Linked DNA regions of Zea mays: all the other regions are linked to region 1. A link is a contact called in public Hi-C data. All regions are on one chromosome and are shown on one strand. Each heading gives the region's core, a stretch centred on a gene start, on an enhancer-like site or on the middle of the called end of the contact. The rest is flanking DNA. Distances are from core to core; before and after follow the strand shown. Region 1 holds the start of LOC100284013. Region 2 holds the start of LOC103635523 (chaperone protein dnaJ 49). Region 3 holds the start of LOC100272553 (UDP-glucuronic acid decarboxylase 4).

The links. A called contact is a pair of places that touch in the nucleus more often than the background predicts.
Region 2: a Hi-C map of leaf shows a contact between it and region 1, with 5 times the contacts expected there. The contact joins the promoter of LOC103635523 here to the promoter of LOC100284013 in region 1. A contact is called at or near these places in 3 of 25 Hi-C or Micro-C datasets (ear, leaf and tassel).
Region 3: a contact with region 1 is called in a Hi-C map of bundle sheath, with 3 times the contacts expected there. The contact joins the promoter of LOC100272553 here to the promoter of LOC100284013 in region 1. A contact is called at or near these places in 11 of 25 Hi-C or Micro-C datasets (bundle sheath, ear, endosperm and 4 more) and 1 of 3 datasets of contacts at active chromatin or transcription factors (leaf).

Annotation. Positions count from the first base shown.
Region 1 is chr8:89,049,253-89,053,817 of Zm-B73-REFERENCE-NAM-5.0, forward strand. It overlaps LOC100284013, which reads right to left and starts at 2,061. Exons shown (of 2, transcript NM_001159477.2): 1 at 1,675-2,061. The coding sequence starts at 1,921.
Region 2 is chr8:89,299,727-89,304,291 of Zm-B73-REFERENCE-NAM-5.0, forward strand. LOC103635523 (chaperone protein dnaJ 49) reads left to right here and starts at 2,364. Exons shown (of 4, transcript XR_557424.4): 1 at 2,364-2,503; 2 at 3,418-4,565.
Region 3 is chr8:88,849,045-88,853,609 of Zm-B73-REFERENCE-NAM-5.0, forward strand. LOC100272553 (UDP-glucuronic acid decarboxylase 4) reads right to left here and starts at 2,646. Exons shown (of 6, transcript NM_001147020.2): 1 at 1,961-2,646; 2 at 764-911. The coding sequence starts at 2,569. LOC103635520 reads left to right here and starts at 2,990. Exons shown (of 3, transcript XM_008657951.4): 1 at 2,990-3,296; 2 at 3,371-3,563; 3 at 3,648-4,024. The coding sequence starts at 3,184. The coding sequence ends at 3,944. It overlaps LOC109941586 (a long non-coding RNA gene), which reads right to left. Exons shown (of 3, transcript XR_002264244.3): 2 at 4,557-4,565; 3 at 4,155-4,490.

The DNA of each region.
Region 1 (4,565 bases), core at 811-3,310:
GTGAAGCAATAAATCCAGAATATGGCATAGGCAGGCCAATCTTGTATGAAGGCCCTCATTTCTCATGAGCAATATACTGTGCTACTCTCTGTTTACAAATCGTCCGACTAATCGCGATTAATCGCGATTAGTCGGGCTGGTCGCCTGTAAGCGGTCGACCAGAGGGACGACGCGATCAGGTTTCCTGGTCGTCCTAATCGTCGCTTAATCGTCCAAATCGGTCGATTAGTCGTCCGATTAGCTAGGTTCTGGTCGACCAGTGCGCGTGGGCTAAATGTGGCTGTGCTATTGGGCTTCACCGTTTTTTTGGCCCAGTAGCCGCATCGCGCATACATCTGTTGGCGCCCTAAACCCTAAATCCTCCCTGTGCCTGCGCCCCTCTCAAGTTTCTGTCCGGCGGCTGCTGCTCTAGCCTCCAGTCTCCACCGTCCACCATCGCCGGCGGCTGCCCCTCTCAAGGTCGTCCCTGCCCCCTGCTCATCTACAAGGAACAAGATGAGCTCGTCATCCGAAGGTCATCCCTGCTCCCCTCCTTCCCCCTTGTCTGCGCTCTGCACTCTGCAGTTTTACATTCTGCGCTAGGTAGCAGACTAGCAGGGAAAGCTGCTGCTAATGCTTTTTGCTTGGATGCTGATCTGCTCTAGGTAGCAGACTAGCAGGTACTCTATATTGTTTCACACTTTCACTTATGTTATGTTACATTCACTTCCAATTGAAAGCTGCTACTGTTATATTTCAGTAATTCAGTTCCGAACTTCCAATTTAATTTCAGTTCTATATGGCTTATATGCCTAGAAATACATATATACATATATATATGGCTTATATGCCTAGGAATATACATAGGACGACTAGGGACGACCAGAGGCCGACCAGAACCGATTAGTCGGCCGATTAGTCGCCCTAATCGCGATTAGGCGCCTGGTCGGTCCTGTCGGTCGACTAGCTGGTCGCCCGACTTGAAATCAGTGGTGCTACTCTAAATGCATCTGATACATAGAGAAACTGTCAGAGATCTCTGTAACTACTCAAGTAATCCCTTAAGTAATATGTCATCAAATGTTACATGTGAAGTCCTAGATAGTTAATAAATCCATGAAGACTATTGTTTTATGTATATGGTAAAAATTGCAACAGACACAACAAAATTTGTGTACAATATGACCATCTAAGCCTGTTTGTGTGCTCAAATACATTTACCACTTACTAATCCCACATGCCTACTCGAGATTCATCACATCTCCTAGGGTGAAGTGCCAGTGTCCCTTCAAAATAGCAGGTCCAATAGGCACTCTCCTTTTTAATAATTTTGCACCTCTCAGCAGCCATAACAATTTAAGAAATCTCAGGACTGTTACAGTATATTAGTTATGTACTAACTAGTTTAAAGATCATGGACTCAAATGGTTAGTGGTTACCCTCCTACTCCTAGCCTCTATTTCCATCTAATTTGCACCTACTCAAAACCCTACCTCATAGCACAAAACCAAGCTAAATGTTTCCTCATAAGGCTGGTTAAGGCCGCACAAACGGGCTGGCCAGAGCCAGATCGTATAATTCGTAATGGATGGGTGACCAATGCACCACCAACTACCAATTTCTTCGAACCAATTAGAAGCCCTAGATCACAAACAGGTGGGGGAGGGGTGACTGGCAAGCACTATCGAATCGTACCGAAGGATCCGGAGGGTGCGCGTGTGGCCTGGACTATCATATGGGTGATGAAGTGCGCCGCCTCGCGGGCGTCGGCGAGGGCACGCGCTGCATCGTCGGAGCCCGGGGTTAGACCACGGTGGTCCTCAAAGCGGCGCCGGATCTCCACCGCAGACTCCTTCAGCATCAGCTGGTCGCCCGCGAACGTCCGCCGCGCCGCCCGCAGCACCGCCCTGTAGGCAGCCAAACCTTCCGCTGCCGCCGCCATTTTTCGCGAGCAGAGAGGTCGACTGGCCCTCCGACGCCGTGATGGTACAAGAGTTGGCGGCCTCTTTGCAAAAAGAGATTACTCTCAAGAAGAAAATGAAAAAGTTCCGTGCAGAGCATCCAACCTGTTAAAAAACATTTGCGAGTGTAGCATAAAGTCTTCTCAATTATTTATAAGGAACAATTGGATCTATACCATTAAAAGATCCAAACTTTAGATATATACCATGGACCCCACATGTCATTGACTCATGTGGACCCACATGTAAGTGAGATAGTAATAGTATGGATCCAAAGTGGTGATCTTTTAATGGTATGGATCCAAATTTCCCTATTTATAATCATAAACACAGGAGATATAAAGATATAAACTATTAACAATTTTGCCATTATCATCAGTATGTCGTCTAGCCCGCAAATCATAGACACGAGATGATATAATAAGAGAGTCAAAACATAGAGTGTCAAAATAGCAAATTTCTTCAAAGATATATGATAGATTTGTATTCTCATTCATCTATTTTGTTCACTGGTTACAACAAATAGTGGTATCCTCCTCTATATATAGTGCAAAGTTAGAGTTTCAGCTAGATGGGTCACATGGGTCTTCGGGATTCAAACTGGTTTCTTAACGCTCCCACTTGGCCCTCTTGTCGCGAGATGCACTTGTCTCAAAACTCCACAAAAACCTAGTAGGAAAAATTTGGAGAAAAAGTACATATTCACGTTTGTTGTGTTGCATGATTTGCCTCATTAAAAACCTTATACGAGAAACTTCTATTCAAAACTCTCTTGATGGAAAAAGAGTGCAAAACACACTTTTCTTCATTTAATCTTCAAGGTTATAATTAAGTACTTGAACTTCTTGCTCAAGATTCAATTTAGGAGTATGAAAATTTCTCTCCTGAGAACTACACTTTTAATTCTTATATAATTGCTTCAAGTCCATCCTTTTAATGATGGATGCATTGCTTAAATGGAGATCTACAAGATCCTCTTGTGACTTATTATGCAAGATTCTAACGTGGTTCATCATATGCCTTCTTGACCATATATTAATGGAGTTTTCATACATAGCACATATCCTAGCATTACTTATGCAACACAAGCTTTTTTTATTTCATAAGTTGGTAGTGGGGATTCCTTAATCCATGTCGCTTATATCGAGTGTTTCTTATTCAAAGTACACATGTTCACAAAATATTTATGCTAGTCTTTGGTTCCCATATGATTTTGTCATTATTGACACAAAGGTGTACTTTCTGACTTCAATTCAATTCTGAATTGCCACAAAGGGAATTCACATTCACATTTAGATTCATTTCTTGATCTTTAATTTCAAAATTTCTCTACCCTTTGGATATATTGGAGGACATTCATGATCCATATACATGGTATTTGCTTATACTTGGTGCCATTACCGATCCAACATGACATATAGAGTGTCTACCTTTGGTGTATCAGCATGGTATTTCCTCCCCTCATCCTTAGGTTCTTATAGGTCTAGGTTCTTCACAAATGACCGACTAATTAATAGTATTTTCATAATACATATTTCTATATTGAAACCCTTTCAACATGATAAGGTATATGTTTCAAATATTCACTCAAGCATGCCTCAAACTATATGCCTAAGTTGTGGCTTGCTCATACTTTAAGTATGGTTGCTTCTTTTCATCATTATTTCAATACTTGTGGTAACTTTTAGAAGTTACACTATGCTTACGTTATGGGCAATGACACTTCTATGTGCCTATAAATATATATAAAGCCCAAATCCAAATATTTTCTTTATCTAACCATCATTTTATTCAACTCAAGTTGATTTCTGCCACTGAGATAAACATTCTTACAAATGAGATAATGCCCATGATTAGGAAAACAGATCTTCAAGACTGTCGGTACCCTGAAACAGGGGTATCTCTTACTACTGTATGAAGGCGCGGTGTCCACGCGGCTATTTCTAGTCGCGTGGCAAACAACACCCGACCCCACCACGCGGACGGCTCCGGGGCCGCCACGTGGCCAAAAAAGGCGATATGCTTCAAGGCATCAGCAGTGGGTCCGGACCCCCATGGGAAGTACCGAACCCCTGTACGTACGGACCGGACCTCCGGGTAAGGTCCAGAACCTCCACGGGCGTGCCCGGACCCCCCTGTGCAGGGTCCGGGCCACTCACAACAGGGTCCCAGGGTACTAGGACAAAGAGTGTCCGGACCTTAGTCAAGGCCAGGCGGGGGTCCGGAGCCAACACGTGTCCGGACCCTATCGCATACGCATCTGCTCCCCGCTCAGACGGAGACCCGATGCTGCTACGTGGCCAGCTGCCCGCGACGTAAGCCAGCGGGCGGAGCCTGACGTAAGGCCTCTGGGCCGCACGTCCTCTACATTTATTGCGGATAAGGCGTGCCGCCTATCAAACTGGAAGGTGATGTGCTGCCTTAGCATTTAATGTGCCCTGTCCACTCCACTGGCAGGCGATGTGCCACCTCGGCATTTAATGTGCCCTGTCCACTCCACTGGCGGGCAGCGACCAGGCCACTCTGCGGGCGGCATGCCTGTCCATTTCGTTGGTAGGCAGTTCGCCTGTGCTGCGGCATACACTGTGTTCATCATGGCTCGCGCGTTACCAAGGGAGCAGCCGC
Region 2 (4,565 bases), core at 1,114-3,613, 250 kb after region 1:
GACTAATTGTTAGCCACTGGTAAACAATTAGCCACGAGGATCAAACATGAGATAAATAAAACTACGACTCCTCTATATTCATTGGATTTTTACACAAGATAATATTTGATATAATTAATTCATTAATTAATTATGTTCCTCACATTGTTGCAATGAATATAGAAGAGCAATTTGAACTTATTGGACACACATATTCAATGTAAATGAAGTGTATTCGCTTGCAATTTAAACTTCCGGCACTCATCTCAGTGGGTTCTATGTCATACGTTACACGTGTGTGTGACATCTCAATGGGTTCAATTTGAACTTTTGGCACTCATCTCAGTGGATAAATCGAGTTTGTCCTGTTTAGAGTTGATTTTTGCAGGATTATCTATTCACCCCCTCAAGGTGCTCTCAGCTCCGTACCCGTAGCACCCTACATATCTAGAGTATAATGTATTATTTGTTCAAATCGAAATTCTAGAAACAAAGTTGTCCACTTGGTAGTTCAGAAATTCGAGTCTGATAGTTGGGAATCGCAACATAATTAGCTTTCTTGTGTAAGTAACTTAAGTAAAAATACATTTGTTGACACTCTATTCTTTGATGAGGTATTAACTATCATTTTGTCTACGCATTGTATGCGATAGTTGGAGGTTAGGCTTGGTGGTAATCTTTGATTTCTTCTTCCATTTTTGCAGTTGTGTTTGATGTGCAAGACATGACATGATACTATCCACATGAAACTTGCAGGACAGGATTGCACAATGGGGTACAAACAATTTTCCTATTGTATTGCTGTTTTTTTGCTAGGGCACAAAGTCATTGACTTGTGTTTTATCTGTATGATAAATTCATAGATGGCCTATGTTGGTGCTAATGACACTAGGGCTGCAGGGATGGGTGCCGGATTGGTTGTAGGGATGGGTGCTGGTATAGATGTCTAATGATGTTGATGACCGACGTATGATGGGTGTTGTTGGTATAGACAACATATGGATGACATATGGTGGTAGATCCAAGCCTCCTCTTCCGTCGGATGCATCAAGCACTATTTATATTGATGACTTACCTGCAAACTGCACACGACAGGAGGTTTCATATATCGTTCTGTAAAATATTAGTACTATTCTCTGCTAAACATTTTTCTAAATTTGTCTTATCTTTGAACATTTTGTTGAGCTCATTTAAATGTCGTGTTGTACTGTTGGTTTTGCCTTTGTTGAGAGACTTATGATATTGTATTTCTTTTTTTCTTTACCTTTGTGGAAAAGTAACTCACTAGCGAATACACAGCTAGCTCGAATGCCCACCAAGAAACCGTTAGTATCTAAACGTGCTGCTTCGCTTCATTTGTGATGTGCAGCTGTTGGGGACTTGTTCTCAAATGCTATGAATTAAGAACAAGGCAACATAAAATGTTAAATGTCAATATCCTTCGCCCTTCGAAGCATTATTTCCCTAAGGATATAATGATTTTCGGACGAAGGTTATGAAGGACGTACCTTCATCAGCATAAAATATAATAATGAAGAAGAGATCATATGAATCATATAAGTTAACATGAACGGTTATGAATTATTGACAACTCATTTCTATTTTATTATGATGACGGAATAGAAATGATGTCAAATTACAAATGTACCTTCGGATCGCGAGAAGGTAAAAGTACAAGTGTGACGCAAAAGCCAATGTCAAATCAGCGTGAACAGTACGGGGATACTGTTCGCCTATTTATAGGCACGGGTCGCAGCCCATGCAAAATTACATTAATGCCCTTTACATTTATCAATAACTCTATAATAATTTTTCGAGGTTTAATCTGGTTTTTCATCTTTAAGTCGGTTTCTTTTCCTGCCGTTCTCCCGAAGCTCTTCTACACACAGCTTCGGCTCTGCGTAAACCTTCGTGTTCCTTGTGCTTCGTCCTACCGTGGCTCTGATCCAAGTCCGAAGATACCTGTTAATGTACTTTACTCCAAAAACATTGTTAAATCATACTTTTGAGGACCTTCGGAAGCCGAAGGCCCCCAACAACAGCCATTTTTTATTGGCTCAAACCACTATGTATTATTGTAAATGTTTGAAATGTGTTCCTTCAATTAATCCAATTAAATAAGATTTATCGATATAATATTTAAAAATCGTAGCAACGCACGGTCAATTGACTAGTTTCTACAATTAATCCAATTAAGTAAAATTTATCTATATGATATATAAAAATCGTAGCAACGCACGGTCACTTCTAGTTTTTAGTAATACGTGACATGTTTTGCGATTTTTTAATCCCGTTTTAAAAATTTGGCGGTCTACGATTTGTTGCACGGTCCGTTGTGGTTGTAGTGTCTACTGTCTAATCTCGAAAAGGCCCACTCCCGATTCTAAAATATGGAAAAGCCGAGGGGCTTAGCAGAAAATGCAGCGCCATATCCGTGCAGTCTACTCCATTTTTGTTCCCCTCTCCGGTGGCGGCCTAGCGGGGGTGTGGTCTTCCTCGCGTCGCCTCCCCTCGCTCTCATCCGGTGAGCCCCTCCGATCCACCGGTCTCAATCAGCCCCAGCTTTCAAATTTGGAAGTTTCCTCTTAGAATTCGGTCAACGCGCCCGGTTCCCCTTTCGAGTTCGAGGTGTCACGACACATCGAGGTTTAGGAAAGGATTGTTTATGATGGCATCGCCTGTTTCTTGCATGTTGTTTTCCTGTTTAGATGATGCGGAGGGCCGAGTTGGTGTCAGGGTGAGATCTGTCTGCGTGGATAGGAGCTGTTTATGTTGTTGCTTGGGAGTCGTGTGTGGGTCGGACATCCACAGTTGGAAATGTTGAAATCTTCATCCATGTAGATCACTAGATGTTGATTTCATGGGAGTTGATGAAACAGAAGTAACTTCTTTTTTTGTGATAGTTATAATATTTTATTTTTCATGTTTGTTGCTTCCATGATACATTCCACCAAATCCATATATTTCTTGTGAGTTCAGGTCTTCTAGGCTTGTTGGGTATTTTACGTTCTAATTACTTACAACTGGTAAAGAAGTTTAAATTCTTCACCGTCTCTTTCAAAAGGCAGTGAACTCCATTCGAAGAGCTCAAGGTGTCTCCTTGTTGGTGTAGTTCTGAATTGATCAGGCGGTAGTTCTGTTTTGTTTATGACATGCATAACTCATGTGGCTATAGAGGATCCGTCTAATATTTAGCCCCCCTTTGGAACGCCAGAAATTTTCGTGTTCCTTGCTTTTTTCCTGTGAAATGAACCGATTTCTGTGAAATTCCTGTGATGTTTTTGTACTCTTTGCCTACAACTTGTTTATGACTACTAGATTTCTAAGCTGAGATTTAGATATCACTTCACTTCATCTCATGGAAATTGGTGTTTGTTAGCCAGTTTTATTACATGATAGTTTGCTTTGTTTTGTTAATCCAGTATTCTTGTTTCACAGGTCATCAGTTTGAGGTTTCAACCTATTTCACCAGAGCTGATTGGACTCATGGATGGGAACAAAGATGAGGCATTGAGATCTGTCAAGCTTGCAAAATCTGCATTTGCATCTGGGGATAGGCAGCGCGCAGAAAAATTAATTAAAATTGCTCAAAGATTGGACCCTGGTCTTCCACTTGATGATTTGCTGAGCCCAGTTGAGAAGGTTGGCATCCTGAATATTTCTACTTGCAAAGACAAGACTGAAAGAGGACAAGCTCTTTTATACCCAAAAACAACAAAAGAATCTGTTGGTCCTTTAAATGTTGATAAGGCTTACACTGAGGAGAATATTAGAGTGGTTCAGGATATCAGGAAAAAGAAGGATTACTATGCAGTTCTCGGAGTAGAGAGAAGATGCACTGTGGAGGAAATTAGGAAGGCATACAGGAGGTTATCACTGAAGGTTCATCCTGACAAGAACAAGGTTCCTGGGGCAGAAGATGCTTTCAAGATGGTAAGCAAGGCTTTCAAGTGCCTAAGCAATGATCAGTCGCGGAGGACTTATGATCAGACAGGCACCACTGAGGACCATGAATTCAATGAGCAATATCCCAATGTCATGAGGCGGGGAGCTGCTAGGCGGAGAAGGCCAGCAAGAAGTGGCTTCTATAACTATGAAGAAGATTTTGATCCAGATGAGATATTCAGGTCCTTTTATGGCACCCATGATAATATGTTCCATCCCCAGTATACCTACAGGGCTAGGGGAACAGGCAGGCAACAGCAACAGAGAAGGGAGCATTCAGTGGAGGGTGGTTCCAGCATAAATCTAACAGTGTTTATTCACCTTGTAGTAGTACTGTTTATTGTTTCGCTTGCATTTATTCCAGCGCGTCAAGCTGAGTATTCGCTGCAACAGACAAATTACTTCCCCATTTCAAAGGTCACTCAAAAACAAGGAGTGGAGTACTTCGTCAGCAAACAAGATTTTGATCAGCAGTTTCCACAGGGTAGTCAGTCTAGAGAGAATCTTGAACGGCATGTTCTGATGGACTATAAGAGTATGCTTGGAAGATATTGCCATGTGGAACTCCAACGTCGTCAATGGGCCAAGGACTACCCTACACCTCGCTGTGACAAGCTAAGGGAGCTGTCTGTGGCGCAGAA
Region 3 (4,565 bases), core at 1,396-3,895, 200 kb before region 1:
ATCCAACGGCCAACAAATGCTATGTAAATAGCTCAACAAACTTCATTCATTGTTTTAGGTGCAATGGTTGGTGGGCGTTTGGTTAGGCATAGTTGGTCAAGTATAGTTGTGTTCTCCTATTGCTTTATTGAAAAGGATTTGCACCTCAAAGTGGCCCTCTTGGAGCAAATTCCACCAACCAACATTGTCCTTTTCCACCAAAAAGAACCAAAACATGCAAGAGACCCACCAAGTTAAGATTCCATAGCCAGCATCTCCAAGATACCCTTTTGCATATTGCTTATACAAGACTTCTTTCATGCAACAGTAAGCTTCAAGTCTGGACCAGCACTGTTTTCTGAAAAGGGCTCATTCCTGCTTACTACAGCTCGGATTAAAAAAAAATAATAAAGATTTGACAACGTAGAGCCTTCCTGTTTGCAACAGTACATTGTCCAGCTTGCAATTCCCTCCTCCCTCTCTTTTTCTTGGTTTTGTTCACTAAAAGACTATGGCTGCAGGGTATATGTTTAGGACAACCCCTCAGTCGTGAGTCGTCTATGCTCTCTCCAAAGTTATACTCATACAAAAGCATGACAAAGAAAGAATGCGCATGAGAGATCATTTATTTGGTGGCTGACAGTTCCCTGCCATATGCATGACACAACTAACAATTAGCTAACCTCATCATGCTAGATCTAAGAAACATGAATGATCATTTGTCGCTGCAACAAATTAATTTCAAGAGTTCAACCAAGAGAGTATAAACAACAAGAGTTATTACCGATGGGATTGACATTGCCCCAGTAAGTCTCCACCTGCGGGTGCTGGAGGGGATCACCATAGACCTCACTGGTACTGGTGAGGAGGAACCTAGCATTGATCCTCTTTGCCAATCCAAGCATGTTCAGAGTCCCAACCACATTGGTCTTGTGCTATCACAAAGGTTAAGGCTACAAACCATCTCAAGAAAGCAAAACAAGCAGAAACTAAATGAATTAGCCACCCTTTTGACTTCGTCACATTGCTACTCCCCAATCAGTTGCAAAACAAGTAAAGCATAAAGAAATCACGTGAAGTGAACAGTAAGCAAAGTTGTTTCGAAAGTGGAAAGGGCAAAGGCCACTTGACGTCAACTTTTGTGTTGTTGAAAATTGAAATGCGCCCTTTATGTCAGAACTCAGAAGTAAGCAAAGTCCACCACTGACCCAGATCCAGGCACACCTTGCGCTTACTTTTCGCTCCCATGAACAGATCATGAAGCAAAGTAAAACAGTAAGGAACAATTGAGTTCATATCTCGGCTTTAACTGTTGCTAGTACGTTTTCTCTATTCCAAACGCACGGGAAACTTAAGTCAGCATTCAGAAACATAAAAAAAAAGTTTTTTTCTGAGAAATACAAATGGTTTCGACAGGGAAATGATGCGATGATTTGAGATCTTCAGTTGAATCTCGAGAATTTGAGTTCAACTGAACATTTGACGCCAGATTTCATAGATGCAAATAAACAGAAGAAATTTCTTTTGCGTTAAATGAAAAGGAGGGATTGCCCTTGAGCAAAGGGCAGCCTAGCAGACAGAGATCTGAAACGGCCGACCTGGTGGCTGTGCTTTGCATCAGTTGAGCAGAAAACTCCAAAATCAGAGTGAAACGTGGCGCAAATCTCGAGCTCCGGACAAAATTCTCCTACTGTGCCATATTCCCATTTCATGGACCGACCCGGAATCTCAGGGAGTAGTGAATCGGGCCTCATCCTCCCAGAAGCATTGCGTGTTAACCGATAAACCTGGAGAAAGGAACAAATTCCCCACCAAAATGCAATAGAAACCAAATCCATCCCTATAACAATATAAAACATTTTGTTTGGCACCAAAAGAAGAAAAATAGAACCGATCGCGATCCAGGCATCAATCATGAATCAGTCATGGAGGAAAGGAAAAGAACGCAACAGAACTGAAGGAATTCGTAGAGAAAGGATATGATTGTTTTGATGGGGTTGTATTTGTAGTGGACGGGGGACGCGGGGCAGGCGAGGTGGTAGATCTGGTCGACCTCGAGCAGGATGGGCTCGACGACGTCGTGGCGTATCATCTCGAAGTTGGGGTCGCCGAGGTGGTGCAGGACGTTGTCCTTGCGGCCGGTGAAGAAGTTGTCGACGACGATGACACTGTCTCCGCGCTGCAGGAGGCGGTCCACCAGGTGGCTGCCGACGAAGCCGGCGCCGCCGGTGACGAGGACGCGGAGCACCTTCCTCTTGAGGCCCAGCGGCACCTTGCCGCCGACGAAGTGCCGCGTGGCCACGTCGCGGTGGTGGGCGGGCTCGACGGAGAAACGGGCGAGCGGGTTGTTGTTGGAGTAGGACGAGGCGGCGGAGGAGGAGGAGGAGGCGGACGGGGAGGCGATGGAGATGACGGCGGCGGCGATGAGCATCCCGGCGAGCGCGAAGAGCGGGCGGTTCTCGGCGACGGCGTAGCGGGCCGCGCGGGGCAGCCACGCAAGCGGCTTAGACGGCTTCGGGGAGTAGCCCCCGGCGCCGGCGCTGGCGGCCGTGAACGCCCCGCCGCCGCGGTAGGTGAGCTCGGACGCCATCTCCGTCGTGAATCTAGGGGGGAGGCGGGAGGGCCCTCGGCGAAACTCCCAGCGAGGGACCTGGACGCGATTCGGACAGGTCTCGCGGGGGTGGCAGCGGCAGCGGCTGGAGCAGAGAGGTATTTATGGGCGGGGGAGCGGTGGCTCGCCGGGGGAGAGATGCGGGGTCGTGGCCCTTGGATGCGGGGTGGACGGCGGGGGATCGAGTTTTCTGTGGCGCGGTGGGGGCGGGCTGGCCGAGCTCCCTGGACAGGAGTGTGATCTGGTGCGCATGGGCGGCCGCCGGGACAGGTGTGCGACCCGGAGGAGGCCGGGGGTGGGTGGCCAGTGGCCAGTTGGCCACTGCCCACGGGCTCCAACTTTTTTGCAATTTGGCCCTTTTCGGGTTTTTTTCCCACATTTATGCCTCTGGCAGTTTCATTTCAAAAAATGGACCCTTAGCTCGGCGCCGTCATCATTGGCGCCGAGCATGTGTGTGCCGGCGCCAATACTATTGGCGCTTATACGTCAGACGCCGGTGTGATCTGGATTGACGTGGCACGTACCTCGGCGCCATAGATCTTGGCGCCGAGGTAGGCGCCCGGTCAACGACGCCTACCTCGGCGCCAAGATCTATGGCGCCGAGGTACGTTCCTATAAATAGTACCCTACGTCTGGCTTGTTGCTGTGCTCATTTCAATTCTTCTAAACTAGAGATGTCTAGGCGTGGTAAATATGCTAAACAAAGGTAAGTTTTGGATTTGCCTCTTATTTTGTGAGTCTATTATATTTCTGATTGTTATAGAGTTTATGGAAATTTAGGAAGGGTCCTTTGACCGGAACTGCCTTCGACCCGCTGCCTTTGCCAAGTGGTGTTCCAGTGCCTATGTGTTTTTGTGGTGATCCTTGTAAGGTCGATAAGTCTGAAGATCATGACACCTATCGACAGAGGTATTGGATGTGTGCTAACTTTGCATTTGAGCCAACTGTTGTTCAACGTCGGATGAATTTAATGGTGAGAATAGTCTTGTAATATGTTTACATTTGTGAATGTTTTTGTAAATGTTTTTTTGCGTACTAATAATTGCACATTTTGTAGACTCCTCCACCGCTATGTGATTTTGAGCAGTGGATTGACACCGAAATATCAGAGAAAGATAAGAAGTGGCTGGAGAATCTTCAAAAGTGGGATGCAGAGGACAAAGAGAGGATGAAAAAAAGACGAGAGGAGCTTGCTGCCGAGCAACAACGTGAAGACGAAGAGAAAATGAGGCGTGTTGCTGAATGCAGGGAAGATAAGGAGAAGAAGCTTGAGCGTGCACGTCGTGCAAAGGAAGCAATGGAGGAGAACCCTGATGCATTTCGCAAAGGCAAATGGCCCCGTTGTACTCAGTAGTATTGGTGTTTTATTTGAAGTTATGTAATAATGAACTTATTATTCGGTAATATGTATTGTCGAACAATGATATTTCGTAATGAATTACCTTCAAATTGATGAAAAATTACATAAATACATAATTGATGAAAAGTAGATTTAAAGCAATTCTTGAAGGCGACTTGAAGCAATTGAAATAGATAACCAACACGCTAAAAGCAATTGATACATAAGAGTTTTCTAGTAGTGCTCCCACATTCCAAATTGAGTTGAGCCTTCCCCATAGTATCCTCCCATTGTTGGTGTCTGCTGTGGGTGCGGTGGAGACGACGGAGGACCAACATTCTTGTTGTGACAAGGGCAGCAACAATATGGATCTGGGCATACTTGCACCTGTGAAGCACCACCATTGTTTGTGTCTCTTTCTTCCTCATCATTTTTGTTGCTTACTTCTCTCTCTAGATCAAATATCCTATTCTGTAGGTAGGATATGTATTCCGCATGAGGAAAAATTGGACGAGGATCTACCCAACGAGTGAACCCACAATTCTCCTTGACCAATGAATGCTGCATAAATGTTTATAGTTAGTTCCACCATGTATTTAGAAAAAAGGACTAGAAATTAATTTGTACATATGCATA